Regions from separate parts of the Ovis aries genome. Here region 2 is linked to region 1. A link is a contact called in public Hi-C data. All regions are on one chromosome and are shown on one strand. The core of a region is the stretch at or near the end of the contact, and the rest is flanking DNA. Distances in the headings are between cores, read along the strand shown. Region 1 holds the start of GLYCTK (glycerate kinase). Region 2 holds the start of ACY1 (aminoacylase 1).

Region 1 (7,108 bases), core at 1,089-3,588:
CTATCCGTGGGCTTCCATCCTGCCTCTTTTCCACCTCCTGCGCTTCTGAGCCTCACCCAGGGCAACACCCCTTTCTGGCACTCCTTCCTTGCCTCTTTACCTCTTTACTTGAGTTGCAACAAAGCTGCTGGCTATGCCACCAACTACAGCCCAGTGAGCTCCAGGCTGCTCTGTTTCATTATCTTACAGGCCTGGGCTGGGGAGCCTGGAAAGACTAAGTGTGTGCAGGGAGGCTGTAGATTTGTCGGGACACTGACAAGCAGGTCCAGGCACATCCTTGGACCACAAAGCCTGAAGACTCCCACACTCAGGGCCAGCCCAGCAACAGCTTCAGGTTCAACTCTGACTCACAGTAGAACCTTAAAAATGTCCTTAGACACCACATGACTGCAGGTACGATGGGGCCCAATCTGCAGGACAGAAAGGATGCCCTTCCACCTATACGGCCAGACCCACCCTTGCCAAGAACATGCCTTTTGCTCTAACATAACAAATCTTGGATCACACCACCCATAGGGGTGAGAGCCGGGTGGCTGGGGCAGGCTTCTACCGCTGAGGCCAAATAGTCATGTTCCCCACCGGGCACGGTAAAAGCCAAAGAAGACTTGAAGTGAGGGTCAAGAGGTTGCGGAGTAGTTTAGGAACAATAAAGTGCTAAAGAGCTCATCTCTGACAAGGCATTACTTTAATAAATTATAAATTTATTTTATAGTTATAAATTAATAAGTGCCCACCATACATGCTGACTGCAGCAGCAAGTGTGGATGGAGCAGGAGAGTCAGTCTCCAGCTCTACCACAGGGACAGCTCCATTTCTCTCACTGGGTCTCCTGTGCAAAATAAGAGGTGAGATGATACATCCCTGGGCTCTGTGAAGCTGTCCATTATTAACACTGAAAACCTCGACTGCAAACATCACTTTATCCTACACCAAAAAAAAAAACACAACAACACAACCACCTGGCAGCGTCCAGCCTCGGATCACGTAGCCTGCATGGAGCTCAACTTTCCCATTAAGAGAAGACAAACCGTTCCCGACTCCAGCTGTGAACGGGGAAACACAGAGGGAGCTGCCATGGGGATTGAAAACAGGCCCAGCAATTGCTAAGGCTGGCCAATGAGCGCTACCCATAAAAGTGGCTTGGCATGTAGCAATAGCTGATTTTAACGGTCTGGACGAAATCTGTACCTGTTTCCCCGATAGATACAGGCCTGCTGCTGCAGCTAAATCTCTTCAGTCGTGTCCGACTCCGTGTGACCCCATAGATGGCAGGCCACCAGGCTCCCCCATCCCTGGGATTCTCTAGGCAAGAATACTGGAGTGGGTTGCCATTTTCTTCTCCAATACATGAAAGCGAAAAGTCAAAGTGAAGTTGCTCAGTCGTGTCCGACTCTTCACAACCCCATAGACTGTAGCCTACCAGGCTCCTCCGTCCATGGGATTTTCCAGGCAAGAGTACTGGAGTGGGGTGCCATTGCCTTCTCCAAAATACAGGCCTGCTGCTGCTGCTGCTGCTGCTGCTAAGTCACTTCAGTCGTGACCGACTCTGTGCGACCCCAGAGACGGCAGCCCACCAGGCTGCCCCGTCCCTGGGATTCTCCAGGCAAGAACGCTGGAGTGGGTTGCCATGCCTAGAGAATGCCAATTAGATATCAGAACCCAAGGCACGGGGTGCCCAAGACTGAGACGGCCAGAAAAAATACAGAAACTTCAATTTCAGATAAATTAGGAATTGTTAAAAACTAAATATGTTCCGTACAATATTTGGGACATATCTATACCACTGACTCGATGGACGTGAGTCTGAGTGAACTCCAGGAGTTGGTGCTGGACAAGAAGGCCTGGCGTGCCACGATTCATGGAGTCGCAAAGAGTCGGACACGACTGAGCGACTGAACTGAACTGAACTGATACTAAAAAAGTATTTGTTTATCTAGTTAAAATTCAAGTTTAACTACACCCCCTGCATTTTTATTTGCCAAATCCAACAACTCCACTTGGAACACCGCCTCTCCTAAACTACCCTGAGCTCCAGAAAGTCGTAAATACAAAGCCGACCCGCCTTGACACCTCCCCGCCACCAAGCGGGGCTCTAGCCCTCTCCCCGCCTTCGCCTGCCTGCCCGGCGCCGGAAGTGACGTCACCCGCAGGCCAAGGCTCCAGGCTTTCCTCAGGGAAATGGCTGTCGCGTAATGTCCGAGAAAATAAGAGCCCGCTGCTGCCTGGGCCCGCTGCCCCTGAGCCAATGGCCCTGTGACTCTGCAGGCCCTCACGGCACCAACCTACCGCCTAACCACTCGGCGACCCGAGGTCCAGCCCCAGGACCGGAAGTGCTCTATGGGGGCGGAGCAGGATCCGGAAGTGTGGGGGCGGATTGAGGAGCCGTTGTCGAGGGGCGGAGCGAGCGGGAACCAGAGCCGGAGCTGGTCTTGGCTCCGCCCTGCCCTCCAAGAGGCTTGGATGCTGTCACCTTCAGGCCTCAGTGTCTTCTTCTCTACAGTGGGATAATAATCGCCACCTCGCCGCTTGGTATAATCCGCCCACTCCTTTATTCTGTACGATTCAATCAGTCGCACAGAGTTTCCAACTTCCTGTTAGGTGCTGGGCATTGGACAAAGCAAATGGACTGAGAATCACTACTTACCCGCAGCTGACTCCTGGAGCCAGATGTAATCATCCCCGCCACCAATGTACTTCCACAAGGCATTCGTATTCCCCGCCTTCTTCCTCGAGCTACCAAATCACAGCTCTGATTCAGCAAGAGAGTTCCAGAATCAGCAAGAGAGCGATTCTGGAACACACAAAGGGCATGTGAACACGAATGACCCTAGGCCTCCCGCCCTGTCCCAGCTCTCACCCTGGACCCGGCTTGATAGTGGTATCTCGGTACACTCAAAAGACGAGTCCTGACCAGGCTCAAGGACACGGAAGAACACATTGTTTTTACCGATGTTTTCTTGAGATCACAAATTATACAACAGAGTTCTTAAAAGTCTTAAAACATATTTCTTCCCACCTGCTCTTTTCTGCACATCTCTCTTTCCCTCTCCAAACCATGCTCTGCTCTTTTCAAGAAGTCTTCCTCCCCCTCTTCCTAGCTATCTCCCTGGGGTTTTCTTTCCTTTATAATAGAGGACCTTTTGTGCGTGAGTGCGTGCTAAGTCACTTCAGTCGTGTCCGACTCTTTGCAACCCTATGGACTGCAGCTTCCAGGCTTCTCTGTCCATGGGATTCTCCAGGCAAGAATTCTGGAGTGGGTTGTTATGCCCTCCTCCAGGGGATCGTCCCAACCCAGGAATCCAACCTGCTTCTCTTATGTCTCCTGTATTGGCAGGCAGGTTCTCCCAGATCTTCACCACCTCATCATCACAACATAGGCAACTTCAAGATTTGCTCTTTTTAGATGTAAGGAAATTGTACTTAAAATTTAAGTTTTTCCTTGCTTGCAGTAAGCTGTCTTCATCCATCCATGTGTTTATTCAGTTCCTGAGTGCCCTCTGTGTGAGCCAAATGCTCTAGCTGCTGGGATGAATAAGCTGTGGTACTTTAGTTTGGAAACTTGCTCTGCTTTTATAATTACATTCCCTCATTTTCGGGGAGGTGGGGAAATGTAAATTTGAGCATCTCTTGTTATTCAGTGCCAGAGACCGATAAACAGACATCACTTGCTGTGCTTTTCTGTCAGACTGTCAGCAGGAGACTAATTATATCCATTTTTAAAATCCCCATCCCACCCCCACTACTCACAAGATGCATTTAACTGTGAGATTCATTTAACTGTCCACTGGACTGTGAGCTCCTGGAAAGTGGTGAAAGTGAAAGTTGCTCACTCATCTCCGACTGTTTGCGACCCCATGGACTACACAATCCATGGAATCCTCTAGGCCAGAATACTGGAGTGGGTAACCTTTCCCTTCTCCAGGGGATCTTCCCAGCTGAGGGACTGAACCCAGGTCTCCCACATTGCAGGTGGATTCTTTACTGACTGAGCCACTAGGGAAGCCCAAGAATACTAGAGTGAGTAGCCTATCCCTTCTCCAGCAGATCTTCCCGGCCCAGGAATCAAACTGTGGTCTCTTGCATTGCAGGCACATTCTTTACCAACTGAGCTATGAGGGAAGCCCAGGAAAGTGGTAACTTGATCTAATTAACATTTGCATTTCCACTCCCATACATAAGACCAGACACATAGACAAGCTGACACTTTTATTTCTTCTTCTTTTTTCAATGAATAAACAATGGGAATTCCCTGGCGGTCCAGGGGTTAGGACTGGGCACTTTTACTTCCGGGGCCAGGTTTGTCCCTGGTAGGGACACTAGGCTCCTGCAAGCCACGTGGCACAACCAAAAAAAGAAACGAATAAGAAAACAGTGAAATTCTCAGCTACAAAGTACTGCAGACCCTATTGTGGAAAAGATTTCACAAAAGGGAAAGGGATGATGGTGAGTGGAAGTAAAAGACTTCATGAGGCAGTAGGATTTGGGTCTAAGAAAACAATCAGGCTCATCAGAATGCTTAAATATACCTTGTTAGTCGGCATGAATATGTCCACAGTCTTAAATACACTTGGCAATAAGTATCAGTGTCAAAATGTGCCAAGCAATTGTAATCCAAGGAAATGATTGGTGATGGGGACAAAGATGGTGTAAGGAAGGAAAAGGCTTTTTCCTCTAACCTCTTAGGTTCGTTGACCGAGGCCCTACAGATTAAACCGACAAATGACAGGTTAACAACAGAAAAAGGTTTATTTCATATGGATGGGAGGAACTTCACAGAAATAACATGAAAACTCCCAAAAAGCCATTAGGCCTGAGAGCTTATATATCATTTCTTAACAGGGAGTGATAAATTTTGGAGACGTAGCAAGACAAAAAGTGTTTGAGCTTCTCAGGGTAATAAATCATGGGAAAGTAAATATAAGGGGGAAACTAATGGAAGATAAGGATTGCTAAAGTAATGTATGTTTGTGAAGATTCATCTCAGTGTTGGCTCCCCATCTCCAAGTATGGGGGCGTTGCCTTTCTCGTGAAACTGAGCCCCTCCAAAGTACATTCCCTTACCGAGTTTGTGGTTAACCTCTCTATCCAAAACTTTATTCCTTTTCTTGACCCATTTGACCACAATCCTTTTGTGAAATGAAGCACTTCTTGCCATATCGGTGGGCAAGAAGTGTCACAGCCATCAGCGATTTCTGGCCTCCAAATGTGAATAAGGGCTCCCAAAAGGGAACACAATGCCTTCAGTCCAGCAAGTGACTCGAACCTCCACAGTGATTGCTGAGGTCAGTGAACAAGAAATTAAGTCTGTAAACTATCAAGAAACAGGATTTGGGGTCTTTCCTGGTGGCTCATCACTTCATGGCAAATAGATGGGGAAACAGTGGAAACAGTGGCTGACTGTTTTTCTGGGCTCCCAAATCACTGCAGATGGTGATTGCAGCCATGATATTAAAAGATGCTTACTCCTTGGAAGGATAGTTATGACCAACCTAGATAGCATATTAAAAAGTAGAGACATTACTTTGCCGACAAAGGTCCGTCTAGTCAAGGCTATGGTTTTTCCAGTAGTCATGTATGCATTTGAGAGTTGGACTATAAAGAAAGCTGAGCACCAAAGAATTCATGCTTTTGGACTGTGATGTTGGAGAAGACTCTTGAGAGTCCCTTGGACTGCAAGGAGAGCCAACCAGTCCATCCTAAAGGAGATCAGTTCTGAGTGTTCATTGGAAGGACTGATGTTGAAGCTGAGACTCCAATACTTTGGCCACCTGATGCAAAGAGCTGACTCATTTGAAAAGACCCTGACGCTGGGAAAGATTGAGGGCAGAAGGAGAAGGGGATAACAGAGGATGAGATGACTGGATGGCATCACCGACTCAATGGACATGGGTTTGGGTGGACTCCGGGAGTTGGTGCTGGACAGGGAGGCCTGGCATGCTGCGGTTCATGGGGTCGCAAAGAGTTGGACACGACTGAGCAACTGAACTGAACTGAACTGGTGCCTCAGTGCTAAAGAATCTGCCTGACAATGCTTGAGTTCAGTTTCCGATCCAGGAAGATCCCATGTACTGTGGAACAACTAAGCCCATGCGCCACAACTACTGAGCTGTGCTCTGTTGCCCAGAAGCCACAACTACTGAGCCTTCACGCTGCAGCTACTGGGGCCAAAGTGCCCTAGAGCCCGTGTTCTACAGTAAGAGAAACCGCCACAGTGAGAGGCCTGTGTACACCGAAGCTGGAGACCGGCCCCCTGCTCCCTTCAACCAGAGAAATGCCAGTGCAGCAACAAAGACCCAGCACTGCCTAAAGTAAATAAATAAAATTTAAAATATATATATTAAAATGAAAAACAGAATTTGGCCCCAGATAGCTGAGGCTTACATGAAAGGAATAAATTCAATAACCCCAGAGGCTTGCATCTTCCCGTACATAGAAGAACACTAAATATCTTTGCTTGATACCTGGTTTTCCTTACTACTTTACAATAATCTCTGATGTTCAGACCGCCTGCCCCTTTTGTTGCAAACTTATATATAACCTGACTCCCTCTCCTGCCTCCAAGCAGTTTTCTCAGGGGTATTGAGATGTTGTCTGCTGGGCTCGAAGTCCTTAACATTCCCTCCAAATAAGATAACTCTCTACTTTCAGGTTGTGACTTAACTTTGTAGTCAACATTTTGCTACTTGAACTCTAACCAGCCAGAGTCAGATGACTAAAATTGCTGTTGTTGATAATGTAATTGATGCACTAAAATTGCTGTTGGAGATATCATCATTAGTGTACAAACTCAGGCTGTTGCTCCAGGGTAAGATAAACTAACAGGCCCCAAGACATGAGCCATCTGACCAGAAAGGGGTAAACCAGAGAATTCATGGTTCCCAAAAATATGATTAAGAAATGTCACAGAAACGTGCCAAGATGATGACTAATCTCGGCTTCTTTGTTCCCTTTAAAAACACTCCCAGGGACTTCCCTGGTGGTCTGCACACCTGATACAGAAGTCCCTGTTCGATCCCTGATCAGGGAACTATAAATAGATCCCACAAACCAAAACTAAGAGTTTGAGTGCCACAGCTAAGACCCAGCGCAGCCAAATAAGTAAAATAAA
Region 2 (7,108 bases), core at 1,443-3,942, 350 kb after region 1:
GTGAAGGCGTCAGTGGGGTTGGCCAGGCCTGAGGAGGAAAAGGCGGTTCAGAGGGTGGAGTGGCCCAGCCTCCACTAGCAGCCTCCCTAACCTCTGCTGGCTGCCCAGTGGCCTGCCACCCTGCTCACCCTCATCCAGGGCGAAGCCAGCCCTCAGGGCCTGGAACTCAGGCCGCTTCACAAACAGCTCCATGCCTTGATGACCCCCAATCTCCTCATCTGTAAAGGCAGCAAGAATGTGAGACAGGGTGGGCCCCAACACACTCTCCCTGCCCCTGAAGGTGGCCCCCACCAGCCACTCCTACCTGGCACAAAGGTCAAGTGGATGGTTCTGGGGAAACGGTGGCCTTCAGCCTTCAGCCTCCTCACAGCCTCCAGGTATCTGAGGGGCAGGGAGAGGGTGTAAGCTGGGTGCTGGGGGGAGCCCTGAGATGCTTGAGCAGGCAGGCTGGAGCCTTGGGCCCTGCTCCGCCACAGCCTAGCAGGTGACTCCAGCAAGTCTCTGTCCCCATCTCCCCATCCAGGCAATGGTCACAGCAGGAATTCCTGCCCAAGGTAAGGGGTCAAGATGTTCCTTGGCCTTGAGGTTCCCCAGTCACGCCTGGGCCCTGCGAGGAAACCGGGAATGAAGGGCACTCACTGGATGCTGACACACTTCATGTCCTGGGCGCCCCTGCCATAGATGTAGCCGTCTGCATCCTTGAAGGCCTCAAAGGGATCGTGGCTCCAATACTCCTGGGGGCATGGGCAGGAAGGGGGACCCAAGCCCCAAATTAACCTACTTTGCCCAACTGTGGTCCCGCCCTGAAGAGGGCTGCTGACAGCCGTCATCCCTTATCTCTGCCTCCCACCTCCACCACCCCCAACCCACGCTGGCATGGAATGGCTACTGGGCAGAGGCTGCCAGAGTGGAGTAATGCTCTATGCAGTCAAGTTTGTGCCAGGACCAGCACTGTGGGCGCCCTGCAGTTGAACGGGAGGGTCTGTACTTTGCCCACAAGGGTTGCTCCATTGTGGGACACTGTGTTCCCACACCCCCAAGACACCTGGAAGACAGGAACCACATCCGTATGGGAGTTGAGCAAGACGGAGGAGAGTTTGGGGTTGGTGCCTGGCCAGGTTAACACGGTCACTACACGGCCAGGTGCCACCTAGAGAGGGCCAGGAGGAGGGGTCGTCAGTGCAGGGCGAGAAGCTGCTTCAGGTCCGCCTCCCCGTTCCCATGCAGCGCCGCACGCTCACCTCCACTTTCTGACAGCCCAGGCCCAGCTGGAGGGCTCTCTCTTCAAAGAAGGCCACAGCTGCCCCTGGGGACACAGAGAGCCTGGCTGCCACTTCTGCCTCCCCACCCAGCCTCACCTCCCACGGGCTCAGGCAGAGATGGGGCGGACATCCAGAGAGGGGAGCAGACACCCGCCTCCACACAATTCCTCATCCATAAGAGACCTTTGCATCTCGGTCCCCAAGGAAGATGTTTCTTGGCCAGTGACCCTTTGTGGAAGGCCAGGTGGCAAGTCCAGAGTGAGAAGCAGGTGTCATCGTTACCCTCCTTAAAGATGAGAAAACTGGGACTTTCCTGGTGGTCCAGTGGTTAAGACTCCAGGCTCCCAATGCAGGGGGCACGGGTTCCATCCCTGGTAGGGGAACTAGATCCCCACATGCTGCAATGAAAGCTCCCACACATACCAAGTAAGACCTGGCACAGCTAAATAAATACTTTTTTTTTTTTTTTAATTTGGGGAAACTGACTCAGAGACACAAGGCTCACCAGTTGGGATTTGGACTGGACCTAGGTACACAGTTCTCTGGCACCAAGCCTGATTCCTTAAGGGCTGTGGCCTTTGTTCAACCCCAGGAGACTTCCGGGAGCCTCTGCTTCCCCTCCCCAGCCGCAAGTCCTGGGGAGTGAGGGGGAAGATTTCCTTATCTAAACGCCCGGTTGTAACTTTTGGAGCAGCACAGACTGGAGGGGCTGCTGAGAAGTCTGTTGGCCCAGGGAACGACTTAGAGCAGCGGAGGAGCCATCTGAGGCAGCAGATTAGGCTCAGCTGGGTGGCAGAGGTTGCTGCCTGGTTTAGAGCACAGTCCCCGCCCCCGAAGCCCCGCCACACATCCTGAAACCGCCGCGTTCTCACCATAGTCCGGCTCGGGCTGGAGGGTGCGGATGCGCAGGTACTGACGGAAGAGCGTCACGGATGGGTGCTCGCCCTCGCTACCCTCGCTGGCCATGGCGCTGCCCTGCCGTGGTGAGCTGGGGGCAAATCGAGTGGCTGGCTACTCCTCCCCGCACCTGGCGCAGGTGGACTCCATCTGCACGCCGCCCCTCCCCAGGGCGGTTCCCCGGGCGTCCCCCGTTACAGAGCCCCCATTCTGTTTCAGGCGCTGTGCTGACCACTTTCAGCACAGCTCCTTATTTAATCCCCCAAGGAGCCCCATGAAGTTCGTGCCTCTGAATGCATACATTACAGAGGAAAACGCAAAGAAGCTGAGACAGCTAGAAAGTAACTGAGCCACGTTTGAACCCACAAGTTGACTCCCGCCGCCCTTCCCCAAAAGAAATTTCCCCATTGCCTGGATTTCACTTCAGGGAGCTCCAGATCCCGCTACCCCTCACCAAGGCCCCCCACCTCGCTCTCAGCTGGTCTTGGCCCGCGCTCGCCGCTTGGCGTCCGCCCTGGACTCTGGGCGGGACTCGGGGTCCTGTGAGGTCTCAGGATCAAAACTGCCCTGGTCCGCCCACCACGTGGCCGGACCTCGCAGGGCGGAACCGAAGCCTGCGAATCAGGACCGTCCCAGACTCTAAAGCCCAGTCGGCGAGGGCGTCCCCGCCCGCCAGTGGTTGCAGCCTCCACCAGTTACCTGAGGCTGGGATTCAGGAGCCCGCCCAGGGGCAGCTGCCTCTGCCACCAGCTCCGCCCCGCACCCTGAGGCGAGCTCCTGGCTGACCCCGCCCCCGCAGGCCCAGTCCCGCCCAGCAGGGCACGCCCCCGGCCCCGCCCTTGGTTCTGGATAGCCCGCCCCACCTCCTGCAACCTCCCGATTGGGCGAGAAAAGAAGAGGGCGGGCACCGACTGGAAAAGTCGCCGCTGCCCGCTTGGGCGCCCCCTCGCTCTCAGGGTTCAGTCCCGCTAAATCCTGCTGGAGCTGGTCCCCACCTGCTCCACCACCCCCACCCGCGAGTCTCTACTTCTCCCCTTTTCACGCTTCAACTACTTAGGGACGGCCTCCCTGACGGCTTCCACGCTCCCTGTGTTGAGAGGTTTACTGGTTAACAATCTGTGAGAGCCAGGAGGCTGGTCCAGGTACCCTCAGGATCTTGTTCCTGGCAGGGCACGGAGCAGACGGACGGCGTGCCAGGCACGGAGAAGTGAACGGATGAGCGCCTGTGTGATCGCGCCGCTGTGTGGGCAAAGCTGTGTGTCAGTGGGTGACTGTGTATGACCACGTGAGTGTGAGATGGATGTGACAGATGGCACGCTGAGAGGATGTAATCGTGACGCTGTAGACAGAAGGAGAGATAGGAGACTGCACAGAAGCATACGTGTGGCACGTTCTTTGCTGATCCTGGGCCAGGTTCCTTGGCTCCTCTGCAGCCACCGGAGAAGGACGATAAGAGGCACAGGTGTCCCACTGGCCACCCACAGGCTGCACACAGTTATAGCTGCCCATTTGTGTGCCCGGCTGTCCTCTGTACTCTCAGCCAGTTCTACCCTCTGTTCCAGAGGGTGACTCAGCTTGGGGAGGGGCGGGGTTGAAGACTTCAACCTCTGGGCACAGGGGAGGCAGGCTAGGAAGGTAGGGTAAGGTCCATCCAACCCTTCTGGGGTTTAAGTTCAGCTGCTGACCCACATATTCCCAGACAGAAGCAGGCTTGCTGGTTCACCAGCAATGCTATTGTTGGCATGTTGATTATTTTGAATTAAAGTCACTTAAGAAATGTCCGATGCAGGAGGGACATTCTGACCCTCCTCTCTGTCTCCCTGAAAGCAGGAAAGAAATCTCTGTGAAAGGCACACTCGTTGAATCTGGAGATAGGACACCCTTATCTCCAGGGATAGGGAATGCAGGCGGAGAAGCCTCTATAAACCAGCTTTGTTACTTCTTTTAATTTACTACCCCCAAGCCCAAACTCTGTTTGTTAATAGATTCTTTACTAATTGAGCGTCCAAAATATGTTTTTGTCCTGTCAAGTCCTCACAAATTTATTCTTTGTCTAAAAAGTATAAAAGCTGCCTGCTTTGGTCACTTCTTAGGTCTCATTTCTATGAGACCTCCTTGCACACAACTAAAATTTCTTTTTCTCCTGTTAATCTGTTTTGTGTCAGTTTTATTGTTAGTCCAGCCAAGAACTCAAGATGGGGAGAGGGGGAAATTTCCCCCTCCCCAATACTATGTTACAAGATAAACCACATTTGCCATCCCCTCCTCTACACATCCTGCCCCTTTTGGCCATGGAACCTACATCCTGATTCACTCATCTCAGCCACCAGACCCTGGATTTCCCATCAATCCCAGTGATCATTTAGCAGGAGTAATGACCCCTCTCAATGACAGTCCCACCTGCCGGCCCTGTGTGGCCAAGTGCTCTGCTTACCCAGACTCATTCAATCCTAAAACCAAGTGCTCTGCTTACCCAGACTCATTCAATCCTAAAACCACTTTCTGAACTAGGTGTTACATCATGCCCATTTTACTGATGAGGAAACTGAGTCACAGATTAGCCACTCAGCGGCCATCTAGTAAGTAGCCTATGTCCTCAGCCTTCTCAGGCTGCTGGAGCACTCCTTCCAGCTCTCAGTCCCGAGCAGTCCCACACTTGGCTCCAACTCTCACCTCACCTGCAGCAATGCCAGCAAACAGGACCTGTCACTCCCCAGGTATGACAAAAATGCTTTTTTTTTTTATTGTGCCTCTGAGATAAAATGAAAGGTCCCAACTGGGTCTAGCCCTCTGGCCTCTGCCCTGTAAGCACAGGGGCTGCTGCCCTGGTACGGACTTGTCCAGACTCTCCAAGTTCCAGCCAGGCCTGGGGCCTGGACAGTGGGTGAGCTCACAGTAGATGGTCAAGGAAAGCAAGAAGTTCGAGGTGGAAGTCTTGTGGCTTGTGGAGGTAGCAGGCGTGGCCTGCATTGCGCAACTTCACCGTGGAATGGTTGGGCAGATGGCGGAGCTGCCGCAGTGACTCCCGAGCCAGGGTGCGGTCCAGCTCCCCGTACAGGATGAGAGTCGGGGTCTGCAGGGTAAGGCAAGGGGCCATGATCCTGGGGCCTGAGGGGGACTGACCCTCAAGCCACCTCCTTAGGATATCTTCCCGATACACCCCATCTCTTCCATCCAGATCAAGGATGGGGCCATGTGTCTTCCAAGTACAACCTATGTCTTTTCCCCCCATGACCCAAGCCAGGGACAGGAAGCCAGGACTTTCAGAGACCCTCCTCCCAATACCTTCACAGCCTGGAATTGTTCCTGGGTGTAGTTCTGGGTGGAGGCAGGTGCAATGGGCACAAATCCACGCAGCTGGTGGTGGCCTCGCATCAGGAAAGGCAGGGCATAGCGGCCACTCAGTGAAGGGCTCACCAACACGGCATTCTGCACGTGTAGGTCCTGCAGCACTCGCTCCAACAGCTCTGCCCGCCCTGCCTCTGTGCTTGCCTCCTTTGAAGGTGCCGAGTTCCCAAAACCTGGGAACAGCAGAAGGCACCAGCTGAGGGAGGCTGGGAAGGTGGTCAGGACTTCCTGCTCACCATAGTGGTCAAAGAGACGGGGACCAGTGGGACATAACATCTGCTACCCCCAAATCCCCAGAAGTTATGTTTTTGTAAGGTGATAGGGCTGTTAAGAAAACCATCTTTCATTCATTATATTGGCAAAACTAAAGATTGATAGGGACCTCCCTGGTGGTCCAGTGGCTAAGACTTTATGCTCCCAATGTAAGGGGCCTGGGTTCAATCCCTGGTCAGAGAACTAGATCCTGTGCCGCAACTAAGACCCAGCACAGTCAAATTAAAAAAAAAAAAAAATGATAATACAGTATTAGGGAAGATGAGAGAAAACAGATACTTTCATGCATGACTGATTGGAGAGTAAATCCATATAGCATTTTTGGAGAGTAAGATAATATTTGTCAAGAAATTTTAAATGTGTGTCTTCTGACAAATCAATTGTCCCTGATGGCTACCCTAAAGAAATTATTGCCCATATGCTCAAAGAAGCATGTTCAGGGGCCTCCCTGGTGATCCAGTGCTTAACACTCTGTGTTTCCAATGCAGGGGGCATAGATTCCATCCCTGGTTAGGGACCTAAGATCCCACATGCTGTGTGGCGTGGTGAAAAAATAAAATAAGCAATGACAAAAAAAAAAAAAGAAAAGTAACAGGCATGCCCAAAGATGCTTCAGCTTCCTTACTTGAGCATTTTGACTGACACTGAAAACTCTAAACCAGCCTACGCAGCCACTGGTAGAGGAGTGGCTAAGTGAAATCTGTTCATCCCTCCAACAACACACATTAGGATAAGGGAGGGTTACAGTGCCTGGCATGACCCATGAGACACGGCAGAGGGGAAGAAAACCAGGTTGCGGAGAGATTCGCTAAGCAGGCAGGACACCAGTCATGTTTACAACCCCCACCACAGGACCCTGCATCTCTAGGTCTAAAAGCTCCCCGAGGATCTGGCACCCTCAAACTGCTTAGAGAAGTGACAGGGAAAGAGAAGTGGCATGGGTCTCTGAGAGGGGTCACTCTTGGCTGATTTTTTAATGACAAGGATAACAGCAAGAAGTCATTTGTATAGCTGAAAAAGACATAAAGCTACCTAGTTTGTCATAACAAATACAGTGAGATCTCCCCATGTGATCTTTTGTGAGGCAGGTCATGTTTCTAAGTGCTCTGTGACATACAATCCACACTGTAGCTTTCAAGGTAGAAAATAAAAACAGCTTTTCGTGTTGCCCCTTTGTGTTGTGACTTGCCACTGCCTTTCTAGACCCTGGGGTGCAGATGCTGCCCAGCTACACCTTAGGGCTTTCCTACCGCTCCAGTTCTACCCTCTGACATTCTGTCCCTTGGTCCCTGCTGCATGTTACCTCCCTGGACCCAGGGGCGGGGGCT

What was found. Hi-C and Micro-C count contacts between places; a contact is called where the count stands out from the background.
Region 2: a contact with region 1 is called in a Hi-C map of muscle, with 5 times the contacts expected there. The contact joins the promoter of ACY1 here to the promoter of GLYCTK in region 1. A contact is called at or near these places in 2 of 16 Hi-C or Micro-C datasets (blood and muscle).

What each region holds. Positions count from the first base shown.
Region 1 is chr19:48,674,681-48,681,788 of ARS-UI_Ramb_v3.0, forward strand. GLYCTK (glycerate kinase) reads right to left here and starts at 2,339. Exons shown (of 5, transcript XM_042236126.2): 1 at 1,189-2,339.
Region 2 is chr19:49,023,431-49,030,538 of ARS-UI_Ramb_v3.0, forward strand. ACY1 (aminoacylase 1) reads right to left here and starts at 2,693. Exons shown (of 15, transcript XM_042236140.2): 1 at 2,627-2,693; 2 at 2,135-2,289; 3 at 1,242-1,306; 4 at 1,046-1,150; 5 at 640-734; 6 at 305-381; 7 at 129-218; 8 at 1-28. The coding sequence starts at 2,228. ABHD14A (abhydrolase domain containing 14A) reads right to left here. Exons shown (of 6, transcript XM_027957573.3): 5 at 5,445-5,680; 6 at 4,878-5,232. The coding sequence ends at 5,050.